3 separate regions of the Sus scrofa genome follow, and all the other regions are linked to region 1. A link is a contact called in public HiChIP or PLAC-seq data. All regions are on one chromosome and are shown on one strand. The core of a region is the stretch at or near the end of the contact, and the rest is flanking DNA. Distances in the headings are between cores, read along the strand shown.

Region 1 (4,477 bases), core at 36-2,535:
TAAGCTAGAAATGCCCAGGGGGAGGGTAATTCGGTCCTATCTCTGTCGTTAGGAGGGGGTCACAGGGACTAGAAGGGAGGAATTTTTTTTTTCCTATAATTTTTAGTTTTTCTATTAAGGAATTTTCTTTTATGACATTGCATTTCATTGGAATAAACAAGACAGGCTCAGTCATCACTGCTGAATATTTGAGAAATTAATTTACTCATTTTTTTTCCTGCTTTTGTATCTTTAGTTTGTAATTCCGAATGTCCTGAGGTTTGACCTCTGAACTTTTTGCAGGATGGTTCAGGCCATCCAGGCTTGTGCCTCCAGGAGTCTTAGTGGACAGAGCTCATGACCAGGAGCTAAGCCTCTCTCGCCTTTGCTTTTCCTGGCCATGTCCTTGGTGGAAGGGCTAATTCAGAATCAAAGAGCAGAGTTCCCATTGTGGCTCAGCAGTTAACAAACCCAGCTAGCATCCATGAGGATGCAGGTTCGATCCCTAGCCTCACTCATTGGGTTAAGGCTCCAGCATTGCCATGAGCTGTGGTTTAGGTTGCAGATGTGGCTCAGATCCTGCGTTGTTGTGGTGTAGGCCAGCAGCTGTAGCTCTGATTGGACCCCTAGCCTGGGAACCTCCATATGCCGTGGGTGCAGCCCTAAAAAGACCAAAAAAAAAAAAAAAAAAAAAAAAAACACCAGAATCAGAGAGCCACAAGGTTGACAGTGGAAGGATGAAGGGACTAATAGTGCTCCTGGGCCCTCTCACTGGGCCTTAAATAATGGGAATAAATCACAAAAGCTGGAGTTTCCATTGTGGCTCAGCGGGTTAAGAACCTGACTAGAATCTACGAGGACGTGAGTTCGATCCCTAGCCACACTCAATGGGTTAAAGATCTGGCGTGGCCGTGAGCTGCAGTGTAGGTTGCAGACACAGCCCAGATCCCCAGTTGCTGTGGCTGTGGCGGAGGCCAGCAGCTGTGGCTCTGATTTGACCCCTAGCGGCCCTAAAAGAAAAAAAAACCTAAAAAATAAAAAAGGTTGTTCCGGCACCTGACCCAGTGACTCTCCTTTAAGGACCCAGGACATGCAATCTCTCTGGAGAGGGTCTGTTGCTATTTTTGAAGTGGGGGCCTCTGGAGGAGTCAGGGTGCAGGCTGAATAGGCTGCTCCACAGACTGATGGTGTGCGGTCTTTGTCGGAGCCTGGAAGGGCCTGGAGCAAAGAACTTTCCCTTGTATGGCCTCTTGCTCCAGGCCACAGCCCAAGTGAAGTTCCTTTAACCCAGAAAGCTGATCCCCAGGCTGGAGTCTGGCAGGCTCAGCTGGAGGAGGTTTCTATTATTATGTCAATGGCCCAACTGTGCAGCCTTTTAAGAGCTTTGGCAGCAGCTAACCCTTTGTCTGCCAAAAGGTAGGCTCTGGCTTTGCTCGCGAGCCCCCCCAGTTTGTACGGTGAACAGTAGGTGACCCAGAAGCCAGCCAGCCAGTCAGCTTGCACATGGCCTTATTAGGCAGACCAGCAGGCAGGCTGAGAAGGCTGGCGCCTGGGGACAGGCCAGCAGAGAGGGTGGCCATGGGCTTGCATTCTGTAAGGAGCCTGGAGCCCAAACCCTGGAGAGGTGGCCTAGTACCGCTCAATTAATTCGAGTGCCCTGTGGTGCTTGAATATGCATTGTCCTTGGCAGTCACTGGGTGGAAAGTGGGAGGTGACATCCCAAAGAACAGAGGGGCATAGCTCATGTATTTTCCTAGGGCTCTGCTCACTGTGTAACCTGTGCTGTCAAGTCCTGTATCAGGACTTATTATTATGGACTTAATCAGGAACTGCTGACTCTTTTCCATTTAGTCCAGGATGTTTTCGAGACGCAGAATCCCTTATTTTTCAGTGGCCACACCCTCAGCATCTGAAAGTTCCCGAGATTGAATCCAAGCTACAGCTGCAACCTATTCCACAGGTGCAGCAATGCCAGAGGCATGTAAGCCACCGCCCAGGCCGGGGATCAAACCCATGGCTCTGCAGGGACCTGAGCTGCTGCCGCTGAATTCCAAACCTTTGGTAGAACAGTGGGAACTCCCCCTCCCCCCCTTTTTTTAAAGTGTGGTTGATTTACGATGTGATAATTTCTACTGTACGGCAAAGTGACTCAGATATGGAGAGGTGTGTGTGTGTGTGTACACACACGCACATCCTTTTTCAATTTTGTTTTATCTCACGATACTGAATATAGTTCCCTGGGCTGTACAGTAGGACCTTGTGGTTGATCCATTCTATATATGATAGTTTGCATCTGCAAACCGCAAACTTCCTGTCCACCCCACCCCCCATCCACTCCCGTTTGGCAACTGCAAGTCTATTCTCCATGTCCATATAGAGACTTGATCGAGTTTTATAGTGAAGCCTTTCTAGGGGGTGAGGTCATACGTGGAGAACCATCGCTGGGCAGTAATGTGGGACAGCACAAAGAACAGTCCTAGGAGCCGGGGGACCCGGGTTTGAGGGCTGTCACAAGTGGACAGATGATGTCGCGATGCAGGTTAGACGGAACGTGCTCTAGAATGACCTCTCCCTGTACATTTCTCTTCCAAAATGACATTCCTTACTCCTCTCTGTTCTCTTTGACAGTAAGGTTGAAGGAGTAGGGTTGGATAAGAGCCACAGCTTTGCACCCAAGGGAAATAGCTACTTGATTGATTTTTTTTTTTTTTTTGCTTTTCAGGACCACACTTGTGGCATATGGAGGTTCCCAGGCTAGGGGTCTAATCGGAGCTGTAGCCACCAGCCTACACCAGAGCCACAGCAATGCGGGATCTGAGCTGTGTCTGTGACCTACACCACAGCTCATGACAACACTGGATCCTTAACTCACTGAGTGAGACCAGGGATTGAACTCGCATCCTCATGGATACCAGTCGGGTTCGCTTCTGCTGAGCCACAATGGGAAGGAACTCCCTCGACTGAACCTTTGAAGCTGAATCCATCTTTTCTCTTTTGGGTGTTTTCCAAAGCTTGATGTGGTAACGAGAAACTGGGAAAAACAGCACTTGTTGATACTGAAATTTCTGTCCAGACATCTCATGTTATTAAAACAAAGCAGTTATGGCTCCTGACGCAGAGTAAAAGGTTCCCAGTCATTCCTTCCCCGCCCCTTCCCCTTTGGTAACCATAGGTTTCCTTTCAAAGTCTGTGAGTCTGTTTCTATTCTGCAAATAAATTCATTTGTGTCCTTTTTTAAGATTCCACATATAAGGGATAGCATGTGGTATTTGCCTTTCTCTTTCTGACCTACTTTACTTCATATGAAAATCTCTATTTGCATCCATGTTGCTGCAAATGGCATTATTTTGTTATTTTTTATGGCTGAGTCGTATTCCATTGTGTATATGGACCATAGCTTACCTGTCCATCTGTCAGTGGACATTTAGATTGTGTGCTATTGTGAATAGTGCATGAACATAGGGGTGCATGTGTCCTTTCCAATTATAGTTTTGTCCAGATATATGCCCAGGAGTGGGATTGCTGTATCCTGTGGTAGTTCAATTTTTCATTTTCTGAGGAACCCCTGTACTGGTTTCCATAGTGGTTGTACCAGTTTTCATCCCCACCAACATGGTAGGAGGGGAACCTGTTTTTTGAGGTCTCTTGGGTACAAGGTACCATAACCTTTAGGACATTGGGAGTAACCAGGAATGACATTGGGAGTGGCAGGTCAAACTTTTCTTGGGTTTTCACACAGATTATTGTTGTTGAGGTGGCCATGGTTGTTACTGTTATTAAGATGTCTTTCTGGGGACAAGGAAGCCCAGATGTTATTTTCCTCAGAGCACCTGCCTTCAAATAAGTCAAGTTTAACTCTGGAAGAGTGAGGAGCCATCAGGTATTAGCAATGATTGAACATATTTATTCACCTGCCTTTTGGATTTTTCCACTCTTAAAAAATTCTCCTATCTGATGAGCCCGTATTGCCTAGCTCTGTGATCATGTGAAAACCATCAACTAGTGAGTTTTGGATGATTGACGTTCTTCACCCTCCCTGGATAAGTGTAATTGTGTCCACTCCCTTCCCGTCGATGGGGTTCCCCCTCACTGAGGGGGGCTTGGGTCCTTGCATGTCTAAAGAAACGGCATTCTGCACCTTATGATGGTCTAGGATCCAGCTTCAGATTTTACACAGTAAACACCTAGGAGTGTATTGATTTATTAAATCATTGTTTAAGGACCCTTGTGTGTAGGTGCTCTGAATGGGTCATAAATATTCGCGTGTCTCTCCAACCTGGAAGGAGCACTGGACCATGTGCGGGTCAGCATCTATTTTTGTCCCCTTCTCCCCTCAGGAGATCTGTGCCCTGGACGTCCAGCACCTGCCTGTATTTTGTTTCTGTTTTTGCTTTACCAAGAGTGTACTTTTATTTTTTCTTTTTTTGCCTACAGTGTAGGAGACTTTCATTTTTCTCCACATCTTCTCCAGCATTTGTTATTTGTAGACTCTTTTTTT
Region 2 (4,921 bases), core at 630-3,129, 290 kb before region 1:
ACATATATACTTACTGTATGGTTATAATTTATTATAATTATATATAGATAATTATAAATATAATAATTATTCCTATTAAAGACAAGTGTTTGGCTGTCCCCTCTAAAAATGTATACTATGGTCTTGATCACCATGGACGGAATTGAGGCAAATATTCTACGGGTAGCTGGTTTCTCAGGAATTTGATGGGCTGGTGACAGATAGCTGCGTGGAGGATAATGTTAGATCAGGGCTGAACAGCCTGTCCACGCTCTGCCTATGTTTTAAATAAAGTGGACAAAGGTTTGTAAAAAGGAATCTGGAGGCTCTGGTTTCTCTTGGGCCACCACGCCTCATTCCCAGGATCTCAGCGAAAGGAGGAGACAAAGAGGCCTGAGGGACCGAGCCCGAGTCCCAGGATGCCCGCTGGCCCTCCAGCGGCGCCCTGTCTGTCACCCGAGAGCAGACACAGCTGCAGAGTCCCAGGACTTGGCCGCACCCACCGAGGGTTTGTGACCCAGCATTCGTCTAGATGGGGTTCCGATCCGCTCCTGGAAAACAGAGTCACAGCCCCGATTCGTACTCTCTACACAAAGGGCCACAGAAGGCGAGGCTTTGTTCCTGCACCACAAACTCACTGCGACCTCAGCGATGGGAAAAGCCACACAGGTCTCATCTCTTACATGCTCATCCTTTTGATATACCGATTGGCTGGTGGCCAAGTTCCTTTGCACTCATCACCTTTCAGTATGTTCATCTGCTAACAGTACTCAGGAAAGGGGGGCTTCAGACCCACATTTCTAAGAGAAAGAAGGAAAAGAAAAGGCCATCATGCTATAGCAAGCAGACCAAGGGCTGATGAAACTTCAGCATATAAACCTAAGCCAATAGACTTCCGTGCTCCAGAAAACAAACAAGATCCACAGAACCTCAGTTTACTTATCTCTGCAGGCGGAAGGATGGCACTTCCCAGCCCCTCAGGGAAGAAATTGATAAAGATGTCATATCTGGGAGATGAATGAGAAAAAAATTTGGAAGGGGCTGAGAGTTGAGATGTAGTATTAAGATATCGTGAAATGTGGAGTTCCCATTGTGGTGCAGGGGAAACAAATCCGACTAAGAACCATGAGGTTGCGGGTTCAATCCCTGGCTTCGCTCAGTGGATTAAGGATCCGGCGTTGCTGTGAGCTGTGGTGTAGATCTCAGACATGGCTCAGATCTGGTGTTGCTGTGGCTGTGGCTGTGGCCGGCAACTATAGCTCCGATCAGACTCCTAGCCTGGGAACCTCCATGTGCCGCAGGTGTGGCCCTAAAAAGACAAAAAGGCAAAAAAAAAAAAAAAAAAAAAAAAAAAAAGATATAGTGATGTGTTTCCGTTAATATCAATCTTATGGAGTTCCCGTTATGGCTCAGCATTAACAAACCCAACCAGTATCCATGAGGATCTGGGTTCAATCCCTGGCCTCGCTCAGTGGGCTAAGGATCTGGCATTGCCATGAGCTGTGGTGTAGGTCACAGACAAGCCCAGATCCTGCATTGCTTTGGCTGTGGTGTAGGCCAGCAGCTACGGCTCTGATTCAACCCCTAGCCTCAGAATCTCCATATGCCACATGTTTGGCCCTAAAAAGAAAGAAAGTAAGTAAGAAGGAAAGAAAGCGAAAACCACAAACCATGTCAAATATTCTATCTCCATATCTTAAACTGGACATACACTTCAGCCGAGTTTTTCTGCAGAACAACGTTTCATGGAGGGGGCAGGGGTGAGTGCATTTCACGAGTGGGGCAAAGGCTTAATAGTATGCTTCATAAACAAAGGTCAAAGGTCTAGGAGAGATTTTGGTGAGATCAGCCGATGTGCTTTGCTCTGCTTGAACCTGGAACTAGCTGAGGTCTCAAATTTCATAAGGGAAACTCTGCCCAGCAACAAGGTTTATTACGGGTCATTTAGAAACTGGTCTTCTAGCCCCAGGCATAGGGCTGTTGCTTGAAACTGCTCTAAAAACCACAGGGAACATTTTCCCAGTGAATCACAATCTGTCTGGGAGGCAAGAGGAATCTGTCAAATGTACCCCCATTTTTTTTCTTGGACCGTTTGGACAATTCAGAGAACAAGCCACGGTGGCCACAGTCCATGTTTTGTTTTGTTTCCAGGTCTAAGGAGGAGTTTGTGATTTAAATGTGATGGAGGCAGGGAGTGACTCTCGGCCAAGGTACCTGAACAGGGAACAGACTGCGGCTAACAGACCTGGGATGCATTTTCTGAGGGATTTTTTCCAAGATTCGTGGACCCCATGTCCAAATCCAGCTCAGATGAGAAACACCCACATTCCTTTGGCCCGCGTGGTGCCTGGATTCCTTCTACCAGCGCCAGAGGAAGAGGATCATTAGCCCAGAAGAACCTCTCAGGTTGACCCTCCAAACAGCCAGAGGTGGATTTCCCACTGTGGCGCAGCAGGTTAAGAACCTGACTGCAGCTGGGGCTGCTGCGGGAGGCACAGGTTGGATCCCTGGCCCAGGACCTTCCATATGCCGTGGTGCGACCATAAAAATTAAAACAGGAGTTCCCGTCGTGGCTCCGTGGTTAACGACCCAGGTCAGCATCCATGAGGATGGGCGCTTGATCCCTGGCCTTGCTCAGCGGGTTAAGGATCTGGCATTGCCGTGAGCTGTGGTGTAGCTCGCAGACAGGCTTGGATCCTGTGTTGCTGTGGCTGTGGTATAGGCCGGCGGCTGCAGTTCTGATTTGACCTCTAGCCTGGGAACCTCCATATGCCGTGGGTGCAGCCCTAGAAAGACCAAAAAAAAGAAAAAAAAAAAAAAAAAAGAAAGAAAAAGAAAAGGCAAAAAAATAAAAACAGTAATAAATAGATAAATGTTAAGCTTAAAAAACAAATCAAAAACAGCCAGGGGCGAGGAACTGTGAACAGACGCTTCTTTTGGAAAGCTCCCACTCTGGCGGCCACATGGTGGCCAGTGGAATTGTGTTCCTCACACCTCATCAAAGCCAGACCAAGCCCAGCCCATTCAGACCCCGTCTACTGTTCCCAGAGCTGCCTGGGCTGGTTTCCTTTGGCCCAACCCGAGAAACCTAAACAGCAGTTCTGCACGTAGAATTTCCCAGGAGGGGAAAGCTACTGTCTTCCAACTGGAGAGAAATCAGTGCACAGAAAACCCACTAGGGGAGCTGACGTTGTGGCTCAGTGGGTTAAAAACCCGACCTAGTGTCTCCGTGACGATGGCTTTGACATTGCTCAGGCTGCAGCCGCAGGAGGAAGAAGCAGAGAGGGCAGGCTGTTCCCCTCGAGGGCCTTGTGAAACACGGGCTCAGGTCACCTCCCTCAAATAGGCCCGTGAATCATGCTGGCCGCCTCCTGGGCACGGACGAGGTGGCAACAGCTGGTGTCCCCTCGGTGGGGCAACCCGGGTGGCAGAAGCCAGGCTTCTTTCTTGGGCTGGCTCGACTGGCCTCCATCAGGTGGGTTCCTGGTTTGCTCACAAGAAGATTCCTCAGACTGACAGTTAGCAATGAAAACTTGGGGTGTGGACCCCCTGACTCCATCAGGTGGCTTTCGGGGCAGTCTTTTACTGAGCATTGTAGGTAAGAACCAAGCTCTTCTGCCTTTCATAATCAGGGCTCCGGCATAGCTATGCTTGTGCTGGAACATTCTGTCCCACGCCAAAAAACTCCTTCACCTCAGCACGGTGACTTTTGCTCAACAGAGGGATTTTGCTGCCCTATTCTAGGAACACGACTTAATTCTACATGCCCCTACAGAGTCATGCTCCTTGGAAGGTTGACAGTCAGTAAGCCCTTCCCAGGCAAAAGAATGCGAGCTGCAGGTTCGCCCAAACTGCCATAGTGTTTGCAAAGCAAGACATTTCTATTTTGTAAATAAGTTCATCTGTATCATTTTAAAAATTAGATTCCACATAGAAGTTCCCATTGTGGCTCAGCAGAAACGAAGCCAACTAGTATCCATGAGAATGAGGGTTCGATCCCTAGCCTCACTCGGTGGGTTAAGGATCTGGCATTGCCATGAGCTGTGGGATAGTTCTCAGACAGAGCTCAGATCCCGTATTGCTGTGGTCGTGGTGTAGGCTGGCAGCTGCAGCTCCCATTCGACCCCTGGCCTGGGGACTTCCATATGCCTTAAGTGCAGCCCTAAAAAAAGAAAAAAAGAAAAGAATTTGATTCCACATAGAAGTGATATCACATGACATGTGTTCTGTCTGACTGATCTCACTTGGTCTGATCATCTGGAGGAAAAGAATCAGGAAAAGAATGGCTAAGTGCATATGGAGAACTGACTCACTTGGCTAACACCTGAAACTAACACAACAGTGTAAGCTAATTAGACTCCGAAAAAATTTTTTTTTAAAAGAAAAACATTTCCATCTCTGACCCTCACTGGGGATCCCTGGTCTTGTTGATAAGGAGGCCGAAGCCCATGTTCCAATTTTACTTGTACGTTTTTTCCCCTATGACTACCCATGTAGCAGAATTTTCTGGACAACTTTAGAGAATGTGAAAGACCTCACAACACCGCCATGCTTCAGCAGGAACACACCTGAGGGTGTGAGATAGACTGCGGCCTATCTATTTTTTTGGTTTGGTTTTGGTTTGGTTTGGATTTTTTGGCTACACCTGTGGCATATGGAAGTTCCTGGGCTGGGGGTCAAATTGGAGCTGCAGCCGAAGCCTATGCCATAGCCACAGCAACACCAGATCTGAGCCACATCTGTGACCTATGCCACAGCTTGCCGCAATGCCCGATTCTTAACCCACTGAGTGAGGCTGGGGATCGAACCTGCAACCTCACAGACACTATGTTGGGTTCTTAACCCCCTGAGCCATGATGGGAACTCCCATATCTGTTTTAAAAGTACACTTTGGGGGAATTCCCATCATAGCTCAGTGGTTAATAAACGCGGCTAGTATCCA
Region 3 (4,736 bases), core at 110-2,609, 310 kb before region 1:
CAGTAACTCTACACTGACAACTGTAAAATATTTAGAGAAATTCAAGAAAACTTAAATAAATATTCTTATGTTCCTACTTTGGAAGGTTGACTATCATAAAGATTTTAAGGGTTCCCATTTTGGCAAAGGGGAAACAAATCCAACTAGTATCTCTGAGGACACAGTTTCCATCTCTGGAAGTTTCAGTCAGCCGGTCAAGGATCTGTTGTTGCCATGAGCTGTGGTGTAGGTTGCAGACTGGGCTTGGATCCTGCATTGCTGTGGCTGTGGTGAAGGCCAGCAGCTGTAGCTCTGATTCAACCCCTAGCCTGGGAACCTCCATATGCTGTGAGTGTGGCCCTAAAAAGCAAAAAAAAAAAAAAAAAAAAAAAAGAAGTGAACACTCACGAAGCCTGTGACCCAGTCATTCCACTCTTCGGTATATTCTCAATATATCCAGCTAAAGACATGTGGAAAAACAGCCCCAAGCTAGAAACAACACTGATAACTACATTATAGCCTATGCATACAACGAAAAATAACACACCTGATGTAAGATGAAAAGGAACACACTGTATCCTGTGACAACATGAATGAATCTCACAAACAACATTACATGATAGATCCCAGACCCAAAGAGGACATATTTCACAATTTCATTTGTAGGAAGTTCAACAACAGGCAAAGTTAATCAATAGTGGCAGAAGTCAAGAGGGGGCTTACTATGGGGAGAGAGCTAGTAAGTGTGGAATTTCTGGGGTTCTGGAAATGCACCTGGTCTAGATCTGGCAGTGGCTACAGAGGTATTACATACATAACACATGCCAGGCTGTGCTCTTAAGCATAGGGTCCTCTACACACTTGGCTATGAGGCATGCGCTGCCTCAATTTAAGAGACTGACTCATTCAGAGTTTCCATTGTGGTGCAGCAGAAACAAATCCGACTAGGAGCCATGAAGATGCAGGTTCAATCCCCGGCCTTGCTCAGTGGGTTAAGGATCCGGCGTTGCTGTGAGCTGTGGTGTAGGTCGAAGATGCAGCTTGGATCTGGCATTGCTGTGGCTGAGGCATAGACTGGCAGCTGTAGCTCCAATTAGACCCCTAGCATGGGAACCTCCATGTGCTTCGAGTGCAGCAGCAATTCCCCCCCCCCCCCCACAATATAGAGATTGACTCATTAAGTAAACTCATAGGTTAAAAAAACACTTCACCAACGTATTCTTTGTGGAAGTGATATGGGGGGTATGTGGGGATGCAGGGGGACTCCTTTATGGATCTACAAGTTAAAATACCTGATCTTTTATAGCCATACACACAACCTCCCCCTCTGCCTCTCCTTGAGGGAAGGGAAAAATGCCTGGTGATGACTTAAAATTGCTCTGCTAACCAAAAACTGCAACTGACAATATCCAGAGTTATTTCTGGGGGAAACCGATACTCTCATACACAGCTGGTGAGACTATAAATTGGAGGACAATTTGGCAGTTCCCCTTCACAGCTTTTAAGATGCATAACTAACTTTCTTTCTTCTTTTTCTTTCTTTCTTTCTTTCTTTCTTTCTTTCTTTCTTTCTTTCTTTCTTTCTTTCTTTCTTTCTTTCTTTCTTTCTTTCTTTCTTTCTTTCTTTCTCTCTTCTTAGGGCCACACCTTCAGCATATGGAAGCTCCCAGACTAGGAGTCGAATTGGAGGTGTAGCTGCCGGCCTACACCACAGCCACAGCCACAGCCACACAGGATCCAAACCACATCTGTGACCTCAAAGAATTAGTATGAAATAGAGTCCAAAATGTCCCATTTATGATGTTTACATTGATCACACATGAAAATAGTATTCTAGAAAAAACTGCATCAAATAAGATCCATTGAGAATTAAGTACACCCATTTCTTGCTACTTTTTAAATGTCAGTACTAGGAAATCTTATCATGTTCCTGTCAGTATCATATTCCTATTGGAGAGCATCGCCCTAAAGGAAGGTTCTATTGGAAAAGTAGCTGATAAAATGGATCTGGGAATGGTCTGGGCTTTGGCACATTTTGCTGGCACTGGGTCCTGGCCATCCAGGGTTCCTGCTAAGGTGTGCCTTCCAAGCATAATCCAGGTCAGGCCTAAAATCCCTTCCCTCTGACATCATCTCATTTTTTTTTTTCAGGCCTTTGCTCTGTGCCAGGAGACAGCCACCTGACCTGCTAAGCTGATGGATTAATGAGTTCTTTCTTTCGATGTCCCAGCTCTGCAATCCCACATGGCCTTCTGATGTATCTGGTGGTTCACCCTTCATTCGTTCAACAAATACCCATTGATGACTAGCTGTGGGCCAAATACACAGTTAGTCCCCCAGGCCAGAGACATCCATGTCTTCAGAGAGGCAGAGACAGAGACAGAGAGACACGCAGAGAGAATTTCAGTCATTTCAGTGCAGTGAGCAGATTCTAGAGTAGCAGAGTAGAGGGATCTATAAATACGTGGATTTGGAATCAAGGACGATGAAATGGTTTGATGCTTGGGGAGGCCCAGGGAGGCTTCTCAGAGGAGCAGAGTGTTTGGGAAGCATTTTGGATGGTGAGCAAGTGCTCTCCAGGAGAAATGATGACAGAAGCTGCTACACAAAGGAACAGTGTACAGGGAGGCACAGAGCATGGGATGTCATTGGTGGGTGGAAAATTCACGTCCCTCTAAATCCAAGTAGGACACTCTTCATCTATGGGCTTATCTAAAAGAATTCTCCCAACTCGTGCTTTCAGATACTAGAACCACTACCTCGGTGACATGTGCCCTTCCTACTTCTTTGCATCCTGATCCGCATAGGGTCAGTTTGTGAGACTTGTATGAGTTACAAGCTTGACATTGTCCAAGGGCAGGAGAACCCTGAGCAATTTCACCTGCTCAGCCCAGATGTGAGTAAGACACTTGAGAGGTTGGCATGTTTCCAGTTATTAATTAATAGAGATAGATGCACAAAGGGAAATGAAAAGTCCTGTTCTTTGGGGGGATCCTAACAGGGATGGAAAAGGATTCACCTCTCTTGGTTTCCTTAGATTCACAATTTGAGGGGAATCGTATATTAATCCCACCCCCTTGCTGCCTCCTGAGCTCATTTGAATGAAATATTCCCCCAGCACACAGCCCTGCCTTCACAAATGCTGGCTGCTGGGATTTTCTCTCTCCCCTGGAGAGCCATTTGCTTCCTTGCACATGTGGGGCTGAACTTTGCTTCTCCCCTTTCATTCTGCTTAGTAAGCAGACTCTGAATAGGGACACCTGCATCCTATTCATTCTGCAACCTGAGCCAAGGGGTAGAGAAGCTGGTGTGAGGGGCTGAGGGAGGGAGCAGCAGGGCCTCTCGTCCTCCATCCTATCAAAGGAGGCAGTGGGGAGGTTTCAGAGACAGCATCACAGGCCAATAGATAGTGATGCTTCTGGTTGACTGATCAACACACATTCAAGCTGTCACCCATGGATGGTCAGCCTGTCTGTAGCCCCTGTTTCCTTGCTACTTCCCTTTTCATTAAACACACATTTAACTCTTTCTTGGGGCCCTAATAAGACAGACAGTGGAACAGAGGACCAAACAGAAATGTACTGCTTCCTTCCCCAATGATTTAGCACTTTGAACATTTCCATCTTAAAAACATTTACATACCACTTGTAAAGACAGTGGTTATTCTTAAATAAACTCACTTCTAATTTGAAGATAGAATCATCAACATTGACACTAAATATCCCTGTCATCACTATTAGTGGTCACAGTTTCCATGTAGGCACATAAACATTTGCCAGATAAGTGTGTACCATGGCCCCACCATTTCTGGTATTTCAAAATGCTGTGGCTGGGAGCTCCTTGACAGAATGAATATGAATGGTGATTCATAGCACCCTCATCATATTTGTTTTGCTATGAGTGGACATTTAGGTCACATTTTCCATTCGTTTCTCAAGCTGGCCGTGAGCAGTGAGGTCTCAGATGAGCTTGCCTGGGGTGATGACTTGCCATCTAGCCATATGCCAAGTGTTTTGTAGACACCCCATTAATTTACACCTTTTCAGGTGGTTAGCTTATAGGAGGCTGAAAATCAAAATACTGTCCATAACAGATGAACTGATAAGCAAAATATTGTATAGACATGCAATGGAACATTTTCCTTAAAAAAGGAAGGACAGGAGTTCCTGTCATGGCTCCGTGTTAACCAACCCAACTAGTATCCATGAGGATGTGGGTTTGATCCCTGGCCTTGCTCAGTGGGTTAAGGATCCAGTGTGGCCGTGAGCTGGGGTGTAGGTCGCAGAAGCAGCTTGGCGTAGATTGGCAGCTATGGCTCTGATTCGACCTCTAGCCTGGGAACTTCCACATGCTGCCGGTTAGCCCTAAAAGCAAAAAAAAAAAAAAAAAAAAAAAAAAAGGACACCCTGACCCATGCTACAAGCTGGATGACCTTGAACTTGAGGACATAATACGAGGTGAAATAAGGCAGTCACAAAAATAGATTTATTGTAAAGTTTGCTCTTCTATGAAGTACCTTGACTAGTCAAATTAATGGAAACAGAAGGTAGGATGGTGGTGGCCAGGGATTGGGGGAGACAGATTTCAGTCCAAGAAGATGAAAAAGTTCTGAAGGTGGGTGGTGGTGATGGATGCACAGAAGTTCACATGGACTTAAAGCCACAGAACTGTATGTACGCTTAAAGATGGCTGAAATGGTAACTTTTATAAATATGCATATGTATGTATTTATATGTATATATTATTTATTGCTCCAA

The links. HiChIP or PLAC-seq counts read pairs in DNA pulled down with a chosen protein or histone mark.
Region 2: an H3K27ac HiChIP or PLAC-seq map of skeletal muscle shows a contact between it and region 1. The contact joins two enhancer-like sites. A contact is called at or near these places in 2 of 2 datasets of contacts at active chromatin or transcription factors (alveolar macrophages and skeletal muscle).
Region 3: an H3K27ac HiChIP or PLAC-seq map of skeletal muscle shows a contact between it and region 1, with 5 times the contacts expected there. The contact joins two enhancer-like sites. A contact is called at or near these places in 16 of 47 Hi-C or Micro-C datasets (alveolar macrophages, embryonic fibroblasts, epiblast stem cells and 8 more) and 2 of 2 datasets of contacts at active chromatin or transcription factors (alveolar macrophages and skeletal muscle).

What each region holds. Positions count from the first base shown.
Region 1 is chr10:41,318,071-41,322,547 of Sscrofa11.1, forward strand. All of the region lies in intron 3 of SVIL (supervillin), which reads left to right. Among named protein-coding and RNA genes, the nearest start is that of SVIL, 140 kb to the left of the region's middle. Within about 2 kb of position 1,286, at least 28 of the 83 cell types and tissues checked have an H3K27ac peak or open chromatin away from gene starts, as enhancers often do. A contact at or near this core is called in skeletal muscle, where this site is marked.
Region 2 is chr10:41,027,357-41,032,277 of Sscrofa11.1, forward strand. No RefSeq gene overlaps it. Among named protein-coding and RNA genes, the nearest start is that of JCAD, 120 kb to the left of the region's middle. Within about 2 kb of position 1,880, at least 12 of the 83 cell types and tissues checked have an H3K27ac peak or open chromatin away from gene starts, as enhancers often do. A contact at or near this core is called in skeletal muscle, where this site is marked.
Region 3 is chr10:41,009,177-41,013,912 of Sscrofa11.1, forward strand. No RefSeq gene overlaps it. Among named protein-coding and RNA genes, the nearest start is that of JCAD, 100 kb to the left of the region's middle. Within about 2 kb of position 1,360, at least 1 of the 83 cell types and tissues checked has an H3K27ac peak or open chromatin away from gene starts, as enhancers often do. A contact at or near this core is called in skeletal muscle, where this site is marked.